Regions from separate parts of the Macaca mulatta genome. Here regions 2 and 3 are each linked to region 1. A link is a contact called in public Hi-C data. All regions are on one chromosome and are shown on one strand. Each heading gives the region's core, a stretch centred on a gene start, on an enhancer-like site or on the middle of the called end of the contact. The rest is flanking DNA. Distances are from core to core; before and after follow the strand shown.

Evidence for each region. Hi-C and Micro-C count contacts between places; a contact is called where the count stands out from the background.
Region 2: a Hi-C map of liver shows a contact between it and region 1, with 2.3 times the contacts expected there. The contact joins the promoter of LOC100424957 here to the promoter of ZNF420 in region 1. A contact is called at or near these places in 3 of 14 Hi-C or Micro-C datasets (cortical neurons, fetal cortex germinal zone and liver).
Region 3: a Hi-C map of fetal cortex germinal zone shows a contact between it and region 1, with 4 times the contacts expected there. The contact joins the promoter of ZNF585B here to the promoter of ZNF420 in region 1. A contact is called at or near these places in 3 of 14 Hi-C or Micro-C datasets (CD4 T cells, cortical neurons and fetal cortex germinal zone).

What each region holds. Positions count from the first base shown.
Region 1 is chr19:48,236,052-48,240,814 of T2T-MMU8v2.0, forward strand. It overlaps ZNF420 (zinc finger protein 420), which reads left to right and starts at 2,558. Exons shown (of 7, transcript XM_077982477.1): 1 at 2,558-2,701; 2 at 4,486-4,529. The region is part of intron 1 of ZNF875 (zinc finger protein 875); the gene reads left to right. LOC144337456 (a long non-coding RNA gene) reads right to left here and starts at 2,232. Exons shown (of 4, transcript XR_013410619.1): 1 at 2,177-2,232.
Region 2 is chr19:48,329,955-48,334,644 of T2T-MMU8v2.0, forward strand. It overlaps LOC100424957, which reads right to left and starts at 3,256. Exons shown (of 6, transcript XM_077982396.1): 1 at 3,160-3,256; 2 at 346-561. The coding sequence starts at 417. The region is part of intron 1 of ZNF875 (zinc finger protein 875); the gene reads left to right.
Region 3 is chr19:48,355,188-48,359,736 of T2T-MMU8v2.0, forward strand. It overlaps ZNF585B (zinc finger protein 585B), which reads right to left and starts at 3,115. Exons shown (of 5, transcript XM_077982393.1): 1 at 3,086-3,115. All of the region lies in intron 1 of ZNF875 (zinc finger protein 875), which reads left to right. The region is part of intron 1 of ZNF383 (zinc finger protein 383); the gene reads left to right. It overlaps LOC144337446 (a long non-coding RNA gene), which reads right to left and starts at 1,628. Exons shown (of 2, transcript XR_013410609.1): 1 at 749-1,628.

The sequences.
Region 1 (4,763 bases), core at 1,308-3,807:
GTGTATCCTTCTATAAAATATATACTATTTTTATACTAATTATATCACATAATATTCTAACAAACTCTTCTCACTTCCTGCAGTCTACATTTCTGATGGTCTTAACCTTTTTAACTTAAAGTACCTCTTTGTGAATCTGAAAAGCTGCCTACACTTTAAAAAAAAAAAATCACGTTATATCAACACATATAAAATGTCAGAAGTTTAATATACAAGAAGCCCATCCACATGGAATGTATTCATCTCAGGTGAACAATTGTTTTTTACTTTTAAGGGATAGCTTCCTTTTTCTCGCAAGCACTCATGGTAACTATTCAAAAGCCAAAAGTAGTGACCCAGAATCACACAGATGTCGCTCAAGATCAATGCATGCTGTTCAATTTGAAACCAGAATGTGTGTCACCTCTTAAACAAAAAAAGTATATATCTCCCATATATAATTGGACATAATTTTTATTTTTATTTAATTTTATTTTTTATTATACTTTAAGTTCTAGGGTACATGTGCACAACGTGCATGTTTGTTACATATGTATACATGTGCCATGTTGGTGTGCTGCACCCATTAACTCGTTATTTACATTAGGTATATCTCCTAATGCTACCCTCCCCCAGGCCCCCACCCCACGACAAGTCCCGGTATGTGATGTTCCCTACCCTGTGTCCAAGTGTTCTCATTGTTCAACTATGAGTGAGAATATGCAGTGTTTGGTATTCTGTCCTTGCAATAGTTTGCTCAGAATGATGGTTTCCAGCTTCATCCATGTCCTTATAAAGGACATGAACTCATCCTTTTTTATGGCTGCATAGTATTCCATGGTTCATATGTGCCACATTTTCTTAATCCAGTCTATCATTGATGGACATCTGGGTCGGTTCCAAGTCTTTGCTATTGTGAATAGTGCCGCAATAAACATACGTCTGCATGTGAATCGGACATAATTCTTGCCCGACTTTGACCCACTATATCTCAGTGCAATATAATTATCTGTATTTCACATAGCTATGCCTGATCACACACACAGGTTCATTCACTCAAGAATTCTGGTCCCCAAATTTGCTATTCCAGTCACATTACCAGGAAGAGATCAATGTATTTGATATATGGTCTTGAAAGACCAACTTTTATTAATGTTTTTCCCTCTGAAGGAGTGGTGAAATTATACTCTATCTTCTCTGTGCTGGAAGTTCACAAGTTTTTGATTATTCAAAAATCGTAAAAGGTCAAGAGGTCTTGAAGTAAGTAAAAATAAGTTCAGGTTTACCAACAAACTCTACAGCCTTAAGTTACTTTCTGCCAATCAAGGTTTTCTCATCAGAAAATGAAGTGTTTGACCTAGAATTTGGGAAATCTGACTAGTGCTGTACTGTCCTAAAATTCACTCTTCTTATGTATAACATAATTTTATTGTTTTATTAGTTGATGGCCTCTCAACCTTACCCAGTAATAGCAGAAACTTTACCCTCTAATTAGAAAATAATGGATATCTACTTTTGGCCTACTGTGGCAGAGGAAAAGGCAGTTTACCCTAGGACTGGTTTTGCAATAATCTTTCTAAAAACAAAGAAAAAACTACGTTAATTTTGGATTCTTCCCCATAACACATATATTTGATCCAATAGAAAAATCATGTCTAAATCACTTGTCAGATAAATTGATTATCTTTTCCAGATTACATTACTACTTAAGGAAGAAATAACCTGGCCATAGTATTTTCATTGGCACACGCGATCACACACAGCTCATTTGCTTTTGGCACCCTTACAGACACTGAAATACAAGCACAAGGAAAGCACGTTTATATAACACAAATCACCAGTCAATTACGGACACACACAAAAAAGCAGATATACATGCAGATACCCTTCATAAGCAAACCATGGTAGAGAGCTGTGTAGAATCATCTTACTGTCAGACGATTCTACACAGTGATAAAATCCCATTACTACGCAGCTTAAAGTACAAATCACCTCACACCCCACAGCAGGAAGAATCACACACAGGCAGAAACAACCATACACACCCGGTCACGGAAAGACTCTCGGTCCACCCGGCATCTCCCATTGTCACACACACGCACACACACCCCAAGGGCCTGGCAGGGCACACAGACGATCCTCTGCAAATCCGAGGTTCTGGCGGGTCCCCGCACCGGCCCCGGCTCCTGCCTCGCACCTGCCTGGACGGCCGGTCCCACCCTCTCTCCTGCCAGGGGTAGACCCCGGAACCACTCAGAGCTCGCTCTGGCAGGCCCTGAGCGCCTAACGCCTGCGCACCAAACGTGGGCGGGCGGGCACTCCCAGAAACCTCTGGGGCGCGGCAGGCCGAGTCCACTAGCCCGCGAGAGGTGAGCCGCCCGGGCCTCCTCACGTCCTGGCCGGCCAGCCAGGCGCTGGACTACATTTCCCAGGGGCACCGTGTCCAGAGTGCCGGACTACATTTCCCAGAGGCACCGTGTCCGGAGCGCTGGACTACATTTCCCAGAGGCACCGTGTCCAGAGCACTGGACTACATTTCCCAGAGGCACTGCGTCCGGAGCGCGGCTTCATTTCCGTTAGTTTGCGAGATTTGGAGGCCTCGCGTGGGGAGAGGGCCGCGTCTGTGGAGGAGCTTGGCTCCGCACCTGCTGGGCTGGCGAACCCGAAATCGGGCTTGGAACCCGGGCGCCAGATCTTGGACCCTAACTGCATCTCTGTCAAGGTAGGAGTGTCCGGGGTGTCAGAGCGGACATGCGCGGAGAAAGCGTCGCTGGGGTTACTCGTGTGGCCGTGTCTCCGGTTTTGTGTGCAGGCTACAGCCTACCTGGTATTGGCGACTGCCTGTGCATACACTGGACGTGTGTGGCTGTGGTTTTGTGTATGAACATTTGTGTGACTGTGAGTTGTTTGTGACTCTGAGGGTGTTTGTGACTGCTTACCTGGCTGGGATATACTTACGTGACTGTGATTGTGTGTGTGCCGCGTGTATAATTGGAGTTTGCCTGTGACTATGAAGTGTGTGACAGTTGTGACAAGAGTGTTTGGATGTGCTTGTGTCACTTTGAGTTTGTGTATAAACCTGATATCGTGTGACGGATTTGCCAGTTAAGGTGTGTGACAGTGTTGCTGTGACACGGTGTTTGTGACCGCGTGTTTCCCTGATCTGGTACTTGGTTGGGTGACTGATTGTGTGTGACTGTGGGGTTGTGTGTGCTGTTTTCCTGACTGTGTAAAGAGACTAAAATTGCAGCTTTGAAAGGTTGTTTTTGGCGGTGTCTCTGACAAGGTGCTTGGATGTAATTATATGCCTTGACTTAAAGGGATTTTGTTTGACACGAGGTGGTCTAACAATGTAGCATAATTGGGTGATTGTGCCTCTAGCTGTGTAACTGTGGAAATGTGATTATGTGTGACTTTATGTGGCCATTTGTATAGTCTGTGACCTTATGGGGGTTTAGTTCAGTACAGAAGTAAATTTCTTTTTGGTATTTCTGGGGTTCATTTGGGGCTGAGGTCGGCCTATGGATTATGAGTCCCATGTGGCTGTGCTCCTCCCATGTGGCTCTGAGGACTTAAGGACTTTTTGTTTTGACCACAGTGGTTGCCCTTTCATACATAGCTTGTATTGCTTTATTTCTGTATCCATCCTCGGTTCACCTTGGGAAATGTAGTTATGGGTTCACGACTTCTTCCCTGCGTCCTCTTGCCTTATAGCCTTAAGGGGATTGGATGCAAGGAAGTGGCAAGAAATAAGGAAGTCAGACATTTGGACACCTGAGTGAAGAACAGGAGTTATTTGCGAGCCACAGACCTGGTCTTGGGATGAGAATTTTAGGGCTGATAATACCTTCAAGACAGCCACTGGATGCTGGGCGTGGTGGCTCACATCTGTAATCCCAGCACTTTGGGAGGCGGAGGCGGGTGGATCACCTGAGGTCGGGAGTTCGAGACCAGCCTGACCAACATGGTGAAACCCTGTCTCTACTAAAAATACAAAATTAGCCGGGTGTGGTGGCGCATGCCCGTAATCCCAGCTACTTAGGAGGCTGAGGCAGGAGAATTGCTTAAACCCGGGAGGTGGAGGTCGCAGTGAGCCAAGATCATGTCACTGCACTCCAGCCTGGACAACAAGAGCAAAACTCAGTCTCAAAAATATATATATAAATAAATAAAAAGACCACTGGAAATGTAATGGGATTCCAGGCGTGGGAAAAGTTTCAGAGGGAGTGCTTTAGGAGACAGCAACCCAGTTCTGAACCTGAAGCACTCCACTGCAGGGCTGTCTCCAGTGTACAGCTTTGAATCCAGAAATAAATTCAAGCCCAAGACAGCTGTGACCTGGCCCTTCTTTCTGATACAGAAGGTAGAAGGACCTGTTCTAGTGTCCTCCTGACTTTTCTTTATGTTAAATGAGATTGAGGATGGAGGAAGAGGATATGTTATAATTTAGCATATTCCCCAAGAAAGGCATAATATCTCATTCCATTTTTCTTTTTCTGAGAGTAGAGCCCAGAGGAGAAAGAATGGCTGTTTCAGTAGCAATGTCCAAGGTGAGTATTTCCTCTTTGTTTCCTGAAATACATTTGTTATTACAGGACATAGACATCTTTGTTTTCTTTTTGAAATTTCCTGCCTTCTCACATGATAGAGGGGCAAGGCAATTTTTGGTAGATTGAGAGCAAAGAAAATGTGCCATTAATTGGGATAGATACATCTCAATAGTGGTTAAGTTTAGGAAGAATGGATTCGAGACTCATGGATTTAAAAAGGGGAAGAGGGAAATA
Region 2 (4,690 bases), core at 2,006-4,505, 95 kb after region 1:
AGAAACAGAGAAATACTTTGAAAATCCCACAGAAAAGTGACTTCTAACCAGGAAAATCTATCCACAGCCCAAAGATCAATGTAGTGTGATGACAAAATAAACAACAGTTTTTCTTGACAATGCACCTCTCCACTGTCACACAGGTGGCCTCCAGAGATGAAGACATTACCCACGTGTTGCTCATTCTCAACAGGAAGATCAAGATTTGTTTCAGGAGCAGCAGGTCTTAGAGTCCAGCTGCTTCCTGTGGCCCAGCTGCCTCCCTCAGTCATGAGGTTCTAGTGACAGATCAGAGCTTTCTACTCCTGGACTGAATTTCCACCCCCTGGGACTCCTCTTCCTCACCTCACAGGAGCTTCCATGATCCTCTGGAGCCAGGGCTGAGGATTTCTGAGATGAGGTCCAATGAGCTGGCATGGCCACACTGGGTCTCAACCCTTTTCCTCTAGGGTGTGTGAAGCTTGGCAGTCATCTGTGAACTCAAGCAGAGCTGCTCTGAAGAGGTAGGCTGGAGTCTAGAGGAAGATCTGGCCCAGGAGCTCCCCAGAGACACCCAGAAATCTGGAAAGACAATGTTCCCATAGTTAGTCATTTAATATTCACCACATAAGCACTTCCTGGATACATCAAGGTGCAGGTCCCTGAGCTAAAAACCAAAGCAGTGGTTCTCAAACAGGTATGCATTCAAGTTACGTGGAGGACCTGTTAAATGAAACACAGTTAAAAATTCTCAGCCCTACTCCACAGTTTCTGATTCAGTAGGTCAAAAGTAGAACCCAAGAAGTTTCATTTCTAACTGGTGCCCAAGAAACACTGATGCTGTCAGTACAGGGACCACACTTTGAGAAGCAGCGCTGTGGAGAACATAAAATTTAACAAAATCTGTGATAGGTATTAGTTACAGTGAAATATGGGAAAAGTCACGAGAGACAGAGTAACATCACTGCAGATTTTTTGAACTGCAGCTCTACCACTTTTCACCTATGAGAACAGAAGTTTCTTCACTCTTTTTTGAGACGGAGTCGCTCTCTGTTGCCAGGCTGGAGTGCAGTGGTGCCATCTCGGCTCACTACAACCTCCACCTCCCAGGTTCAAGCAATTCTCCTGCCTCAGCCTCCCGAGTAGCTGGGATTACAGGCATGTGCCACCATGCCCAGCTAATTTTTGGTAAAGACGAGGTTTCACCATGTTGGCCAGGATGGTCTCGATCTCCTGACCTCATGATCCGCTCACCTCGGCCTCCCAAAGTGCTGAGATTACAGGCATGAGCCACCGTGCCCAGCCATTTCTTCACTTTTAATTTCAGAAATGAGGATGAAAATGCTGATCTCAAAGTTAAAAAAATTAAATGAGATAATACTGTAGAGTGCTCAACACCTCCCTGGCACACAAAAATCATACAATACATATCAGCGATTACCATGCATTATCAGATATTAAAACAATATAAAAACAATGTAATAAAAACAAGTAAAACAATAAATATACCAGACAATATTGATCTATGTATGTGACAAAAGTGGTATTCAAATGAGTGTGCATAAGACATTCATTGCATAAATGGCAGTGATATAACTGGCCGGCCACCTGGAAAAAAACAAACTAGATCTCCATCACACACTATTCACTGTAAGCAAATGCCAGCAGGACTGATCACTTAATTACGTGTATTTGTGAAATCCCAAAGATTATTGAAATAAATTTTAGAAGTATATATGTGTATAACACTGTCGTGGGCTGGGAGGGATCTTACTACACGTAAGAGGAAACACAGATGCTATAGCAGAAAAATCAGATAATTTTGATTAGATGATATTTCCTAATTTTATGTTAAAATATACCACAAAAAAAAGTAGGACAATAGATATGAAAATTCACAGAAAAGGAAACAAATGGCAATTAACCAAAAAGATGCCAACTTTAGTAACTGGAAAATGCATCGGAGCAATTAGATATAATTTTCCCTCAAAATTTTAAAAACTTTTAAAATGCAACAATATCCATTGCTGAAAAAGCATTTGGGAAAATGAGTTATTTTATAAATTGTTGGTAGAGCTTGAATTGTTATATTTTGAGCTACTTAGTCATATCTATAACGTATTAAAAATGCACAGAGGCCGGGCGCGGTGGCTCATGCCCGTAATCCCAGCACTCTGGGAGGCCGAGGCAGGTGGATCACTTGAGGTCAGGAGTTTGAGACTAGCCTGGCCAAAATGGTGAATCCCCGTCTCTGCTAAAAAATACAAAAAATTAGCTGGGCATGGTGGCACGCGCCTGTAATCCCAGCTACTCTGGAAGCTGAGGCAGGAGAATCGCTTGAACCTACTAGGCAGAGGTTGCAGTGAGCTGAGATCGCGCCACTGCACTCCAACCTGGGCGACAGAGCGAGACTCCATCTCAAAATAAATAAATAAATAAATAAATAAATAAATAAAGTGCACACAATTGTTCCTAATAATATAATTTCACATATATAAAGCAGAAAAAGAAGGAAGGACAAATGGACAAAGAACCTTTCCAGAGTGACTACTTTACCTTCCTCTAATTAATTAAGCAGACAATCTGTGAGGAGACAGATATATTTTTTGAATATATGCTTAATTAATATCTATCACAATACAATCAGAGAACATAGTACACCGTTTTTATGTAATAGATGTGACATTCATGAAAACTGTCCACGAACTAGGTCATAAGGCAACTTTTCAATTTGAGCATTAAACAGACATTACTTAAAACAAAAAAGGAACTTCTAAATAACTCATGGATCAAAGAAAAAAAAAACACTTAGATTTGAACCATTTTTTATACAAAGAGTCACCAAAACTTGAGAATTTTTATATTAAAGAAGGGACTGAAAATTAAAACGCTGAACTTTCAACTCAGGTTAGAAAGCAAGCTGATTACAGTACTCACCGATCACCATAGCTGACCCTACAGGCTCTGTCACTGACGACAGACTCCCATCACTGACCCCCAAACCTCAATCACTCATCCCCAAGAGCCCCATCAATGACCCGAGAAATCCGTCACAATCAACAACGGACGCCACAGAACCCCATCACCGAACCCTCAAAACAATCTCTAACTCCACAGGCAACCTCGACACCCCCTATTACTGGCTCCACAGAAACCCCAGTCGTGACCAACCAAAATCACCTCAAAGATTTCTCGGTATTGGGATATGAAAATACTCCTGACACCAGCGGCAAAAAAGCCTTGGAGAACCGCTTCCACTTCCGGTCCGACTTCTAGCACCTCCCCTTTGTAGGCTGTTGATATGGCGCATGCTCTGAATAAACTTGGAAGCCAATTTCAGCGAACAGTCAACAGGGCGCAGACACAGCGCACAGTTTCCGTAACGTGGCGCTGTACGGCAGAGAACATGGCCGCGCCCTTGTGGTATTTATTCGTGTGGGCCCCCATCTTGGAAGCATATCCGTTCCGTAGAACAGAGGAATTGGCCGCCGGCAGGGTTTCCTAGAGCTAGGCAGGTATAGTTTACATAGGACGCTGGAGTGTGACTCTTGTCTGACTAGGCTTCTACTCTGGAGGCGAAAGTTACTGGAAATGTGGGTCTGGCGCTGTATGTTGTATTTAGAAAAGCTAAGTTACCCTTCTGAATACAGGACACTGAGGATAATAATTACCTGCTGGAAGAAACCACCAGGGAAAAATCACCAAGCGAAGAGGATCCTGGGAGAAACCACAGGCAGATGATAGGAGGAATCAGGATAGTACAGTCCACTTTTTAGAGATGCCATTCAGGGAAAAGGTGGAAAGGTCACTATGGGAGTCATCTTTTGAGTGAAACCACCCTGAAAGTCTGAGAGACATGTGAATGAGTAGTAGGCTGCCGGAAGGGTGGTACAACTTTTAATGGGAGAAACCACTGTTGGAAATAGGGTAGAAATCCGAGAGTATTAATACAATCCTCTCCTGGGAGATACCACCAGAGGAGGGAGGAGAAGTCCAGGCGTCCACTTCTGAAGGGCTGAGTCGGGTGGGAAGGTGAATAGAGATAACTACCTCAAGTGCAACTATAGTAGGCAGCAATAATAACAACACTAATAGTCTTTAGTATGGCCAACGTGTGACTAAAAGCACCTAAAGAAAACTGTTTTCATTTACCTTGAAGTTAAAATATAATTAATAACAATCGCCTTACCATGTCAATGAAGCTTTTTAAATGCAGTCTCTGACTTTTAGCTTCTCCTCTGTGGAAATTCTGAAGCTGCTTAACACCTCTTTACTCCCGTTTTTGGAGGATGTGGATGAGGAGTTGTAAAGATATAATTCCTTTCACTTGGTGAACTCCTAAACATTATTCACAGCTCAGCTTCTGACAGGAAGTTCTACCTGACAGTGGTGGGAAGTTATCTACCCAATGTGTTCAGTTCCAGCAGGTGGGAAACTTGTTTTCAGGGAACTGAACCTACACTCATGTGGGCATGCTGGATGCCTTCAGACCAGTTATGTCTGTCTCTGGGACTCGGCTTAAAAATATGTTTAGAGAATTAGACTCTGCTGATCTCAGGTTCTCTTTCTTCTCCCAAAGGATGGTCTAAGAAAACATCTGTGGAAGTCCATTAGTGAACACACATTTCTACCACGGGCCTAAGAATTGCTGTTGATTTTGTCAGTAATGCAGTTCTGTTAAAAAGAAGATGACTTATCTTTTAGGGATTCA
Region 3 (4,549 bases), core at 1,865-4,364, 120 kb after region 1:
AAAAATTTTTTTCAATATGTGACGATAGGTTCCTTGTAACATTAACTCTAGCAATCACTAAGCAGAAAAGGCCAGAAAAAAAGAGACTGGAAAAGGTATGAAAATTCAGAGAAAAGGAAGCAAATGGCAATTAACAAAAAGATACCAACTTAACTAAAAGAAAAACGCATCAGAACAATTAGAGAGAAATTTTCCTTAGAATCATGAAAGCTTTAAAAAAGTTAACAGACCAGGTGTGATGGCGAGCGCTTGTAATCCCAGCTACTCAAGGCTACTCAAGGCTAAGACAGGAGAATAGCTTGAACCCGGGAGGCAGAGTTTGCAGTGAGCGGAGATCAGGGCATTGCACTCCAGCCCGGGCAACAGAGCAAGACTCTGTCTCAAAAAAAAAAAAAAAAAAAAAAAGTAACAACATCCACTGTTGGAAAGCATTTAGGCAAATTTCTTTTATAAATTATTGGTTAAGGCTTGAATTGCTATAATGTCTTTTGAGCTATTTAGTCATATCTATTATTTTTATTTTTATTTTTTTGAGATGGAGTTTCACTCTTGTTGCCCCAGCTGCAGTGCAATGGCATGCATGATCTTGGCTCACTGCAACCTCCACCTCCCAGGTTCAAATGATTCTCCTGCCTCAGCCTCCGAGTAGTTGGGATTACAGACGCCCACCACACACCGGGCTAATTTTTGTATTTTTGGTAGAGGCGGGGTTTTACCATGATGGCCAGGCTGGTCTCGAACTCCTGACCTCAGGTGATCTGCCCACCTCGCCACCCAAAGTGCTGGGATTACAGGCCTGAGCCACCAGGCCCGGCCAGTCATATCTGTTATTAGCAGTACACTCAAATGGTGCCAATAATATAGTTTTAAATATATAAAGCAGAAACTGACAGAAAGAAGAAAGGACAGGTGGACAAATAACTTTTCCAGTGTGAGTAGTTTACCTTCCTCAACAAAATAATCTGTGAGGAGATACATAATACATATAACATGGGATTAACATCTATAACAATACAAATTAGAGAACATATTACACTGTTTTCATGTAATAGATGTGACATTTATGAAAAATGAGGAAGAACTAGGCCATAAAGCAATTGTTCAACTGAAGCATCACCCACAGACACTAATTGAAACATAAAGCGCACTTCTAAATGGCTCATGGGTCAAAGAAAAACAATTACTGGAAAAAAATTTTAAACACTTAGATTTGAACAATAGGAAACTGCTACACATCAAAACTTGTTCACCTTTATATTACAGGCTGAAACTGAAAGAACTGAACTTTTAACTCAGGTCAGAAAGCAAGCTGATCACAGTCCTCACCGATCACCATAGCTGATCCTGCAGGCTCTCAGTCACTGACCACAGACTCCCCTCACTGACTCCTAAACACCAATCACTGATCCCAAAGAGGCCCATCAATGACCCGAGAAATCCCTGTCACAGACAACCATCAACGGACGTCACAGACCCCCATCACCGAGCCCCGAAACCACCATCACTAATTCCACAGACAACTCCTCTATTACTGACTTCACAGAATTCCTAATTGCAACCAACCAAAATCATCACAGAGACCTCTTGGCAATAAAACGTGAAAATACTCCTGACACCAGCGGCGAACTAGCCCTCGGGGACCACTTCCACTTCCGGTCCGACTTCTAGCACTTCCCCTTGTGGTCTGTTGATATTGCGCATGCTCCAAATTAACTTGGAAGCAATTTCCGCCCACAGTCAACAGGGCGCAGACACATCTTTAGAGACATCGTGCAGTTTCCGTAATCGGAGCTATCGGGCAGAGAATATAACCGCGCCCTTATGGTGTTTATTCGTGTGGGCCGCCATCTTGGATGCGTATCGATTCCGTACAGTGGAGGAGTCCGCCTCTTGCAGGGTTGACTAGAGTAAGGCAAGGATTTTCACGTAGAATGCAAGACTGTTACCATAGTTTGGCCACGCTTATACCCAAGAAGAAGACGTTCCTGAAGATAGGATCTGGAGCTTTATTTATTTATGTATTTATTTAATTTTTTTAATACGGAGTCTTGCCTAGGCTGGAGTGCACTGGCGCCATCTCGGCTCACTGCAACCTCTGCCTCCCAGGTTCAAGCGATTCTCCTGCCTCCGCCTCCCGAGTAGCTGGGATTACAGGCAAGCGCCACTACACCCAGCTAATTTTTTGTGTTTGTAGTAGAGACGTGGTTTCACCATGTTGGTCAGGCTGGTCTCGAACTCCTGCCCTCAAATGATCCGCCCACCTCGGCCTCCCAAAGTGCTGGGATTATAGGCGTGAGCCACCGCGTCCGGCTGTTATATTTATAATAGCTAAGTTAGCCCTTGGTTAGGGCACACTGCAGAAAACAATGATTCCCTAGAAGAAACCATGGGGGAACAAGGAAGCCAGGGATCCTGAGAGAAATAAGGAAGATAAGAGGAGGCATTAGGATCGTACAATCTATTTTTTGGAGACACCACTCAGAAGGGTGGATTGGGATCCGAGTTCACTCCTGGGTGAAACCACTAGGCAAGAGGGAGTTATGTCACAATAGATAGTATCCTGCAGGAAGGGAGGTACAATTTTTAATAGTTGAAAACACATTAGGAAATAGGTTAGAAGTTGGGTTAGTACAATCCTCTCCTAGGAGATACCATGGAAGAGGGGTTAGAAGTCTAAGCATCCCCTTTGAAATGGCTCGTAGGAGGCTTTGGGAGGTATAGATATTTTAATCCCCTTAATCTCCATCAGCATCCACCCTAGCTACCTCAAGCATGGCTATAGCAGGCAGCAACAATAAAAATAATAATAGCCTTGGCCAGACACGTGGTTCACGCCTGTAATCCCAACGCTTTGGGAGGCCGAGGCAGGTGGATCATCTCAGTGGGGAGATCGAGACCATCCTAGCCAACATGGTGAAACCCTGTCTCTACTGAAAATACAAAAATTAGCTGGGTGTGGTGGCACACGCCTGTAGTCCCAGCTACTTTGGAGGCTGAGGCAGTAGAATCACTTGAACCCGGGACGTGGAGGTTGCAGGGAGCTGAGATGGAGCCACAGCACTCCAGCCTGGTGACAGAGGGAGACTCCAAAGAGCTGGGATTATAGGCGTGAGCCACTGTGCCTGGCCAGGGAGTTTTTTTTGTTGTTGTTGTTGTTTTAATTGCAAAGAGATGTTGAATTTTGTCAAATGCTTTTTCTGTTTCTATTGTGATGACCATATGATTTTTGTCCTTCATTCTGTTAATGTGATGTATTGCATGTATTAATTTGCATATGTTAAACCATCTTTGCTTCCCTGGGATAAATCCCACTTGATCATCATGTATATAATCTTTTTGACGTGCTATCGGATTTGGTTTGCTAGTATTTTGTTGAGGATTTTTGCATCTGTGTTTATCAGAGATCTTGGCCTGTAGTTTTCTCTTTCTTCTGTCCTTGTCTGGTTTTAGTATAAGGGTGGTGCTGGCCTCACAGAATCAGTTTGGAAAAATTCCTTCCCCTTCAATTTTTTTGGATTAGTTTGAGAAATATTGGAATTTGTTCTCCCTGAAAAGTTTGGTAGAATCAAATCCAAGAAGGGGATGATGGGAACCTCTAATTTTCAGGCAAACTAGACAGTTGTTGGTAATCAGGTGACTTAGTAGTTGTCATTGGCATCTGAAGAGGTGGGCAGTCTTGTGGGACTGAGCAATTAACCTGTAAGGTCTGTGCTGACTCAGGTTAGTGTCAGACTTGAATTCAATTGTAGGACACCCAGGCAGGGAGGGTTGGAGAAGCTGTGTCAGAAAAACTCCACATATTTTGTGTTAGAAATGAAACATTCTGGAAGTATTGAGTGTTGTGAGAGTATATTTTTAAAAACCAGTTTGTTTTTCCTATGCAACTGTATAAAAAGACATATCAAGTCTCACTCCCCCCGCCACCCCAATCACTATAGGTTACCACTATAGGTATTGTTTCCGGTTCACGTTTCCAATACTTCTTTTTTGCTATCTTTTCTTTTTTTAGTGCATATAAACAAATGCTTATGTCTAATCTGATTTCCTTTTCTTTTTTTAGACAAACTATGTTATACTGTTCTATACTTTCCATTTTTTTATATATTCTAGAATTAATGTCATTCTGTAGAGATGACATTTTTTTTTTCTGCTATGTGTGTACCGGCTGCATAAAACTTTATGATGTGACTGTGGTGATTTGAGCTGCTGCCGTTATCAAATACTAAGCATCTATGTGGACCTTCCTCCCTCCCTCCCTCTCTCTCTCTTTCTTTCTTTGACGGAGTTTTGCTCCAGGCTGGAGTGCAGTGGTTCGATCTTGGCTCACTGCAACCTCTGCCTCCCAGGTTCAAGCGATTCTCCTGCCTCAGCCTCCTGAGTAGCTGGGATGACAGGCGCGTGCCACAACGCCCAACGAATTCTTTGTATTTTTAGTAGAGACGGGGTTTCATCATGTTGGCCAGGTTGGTCTTGAACTCCTGACCTCAGGTGATCCACCCATCTCGGCCTACCAAAGTGCTGGGATTACAGGCGTGAGCCACCGCGCCTG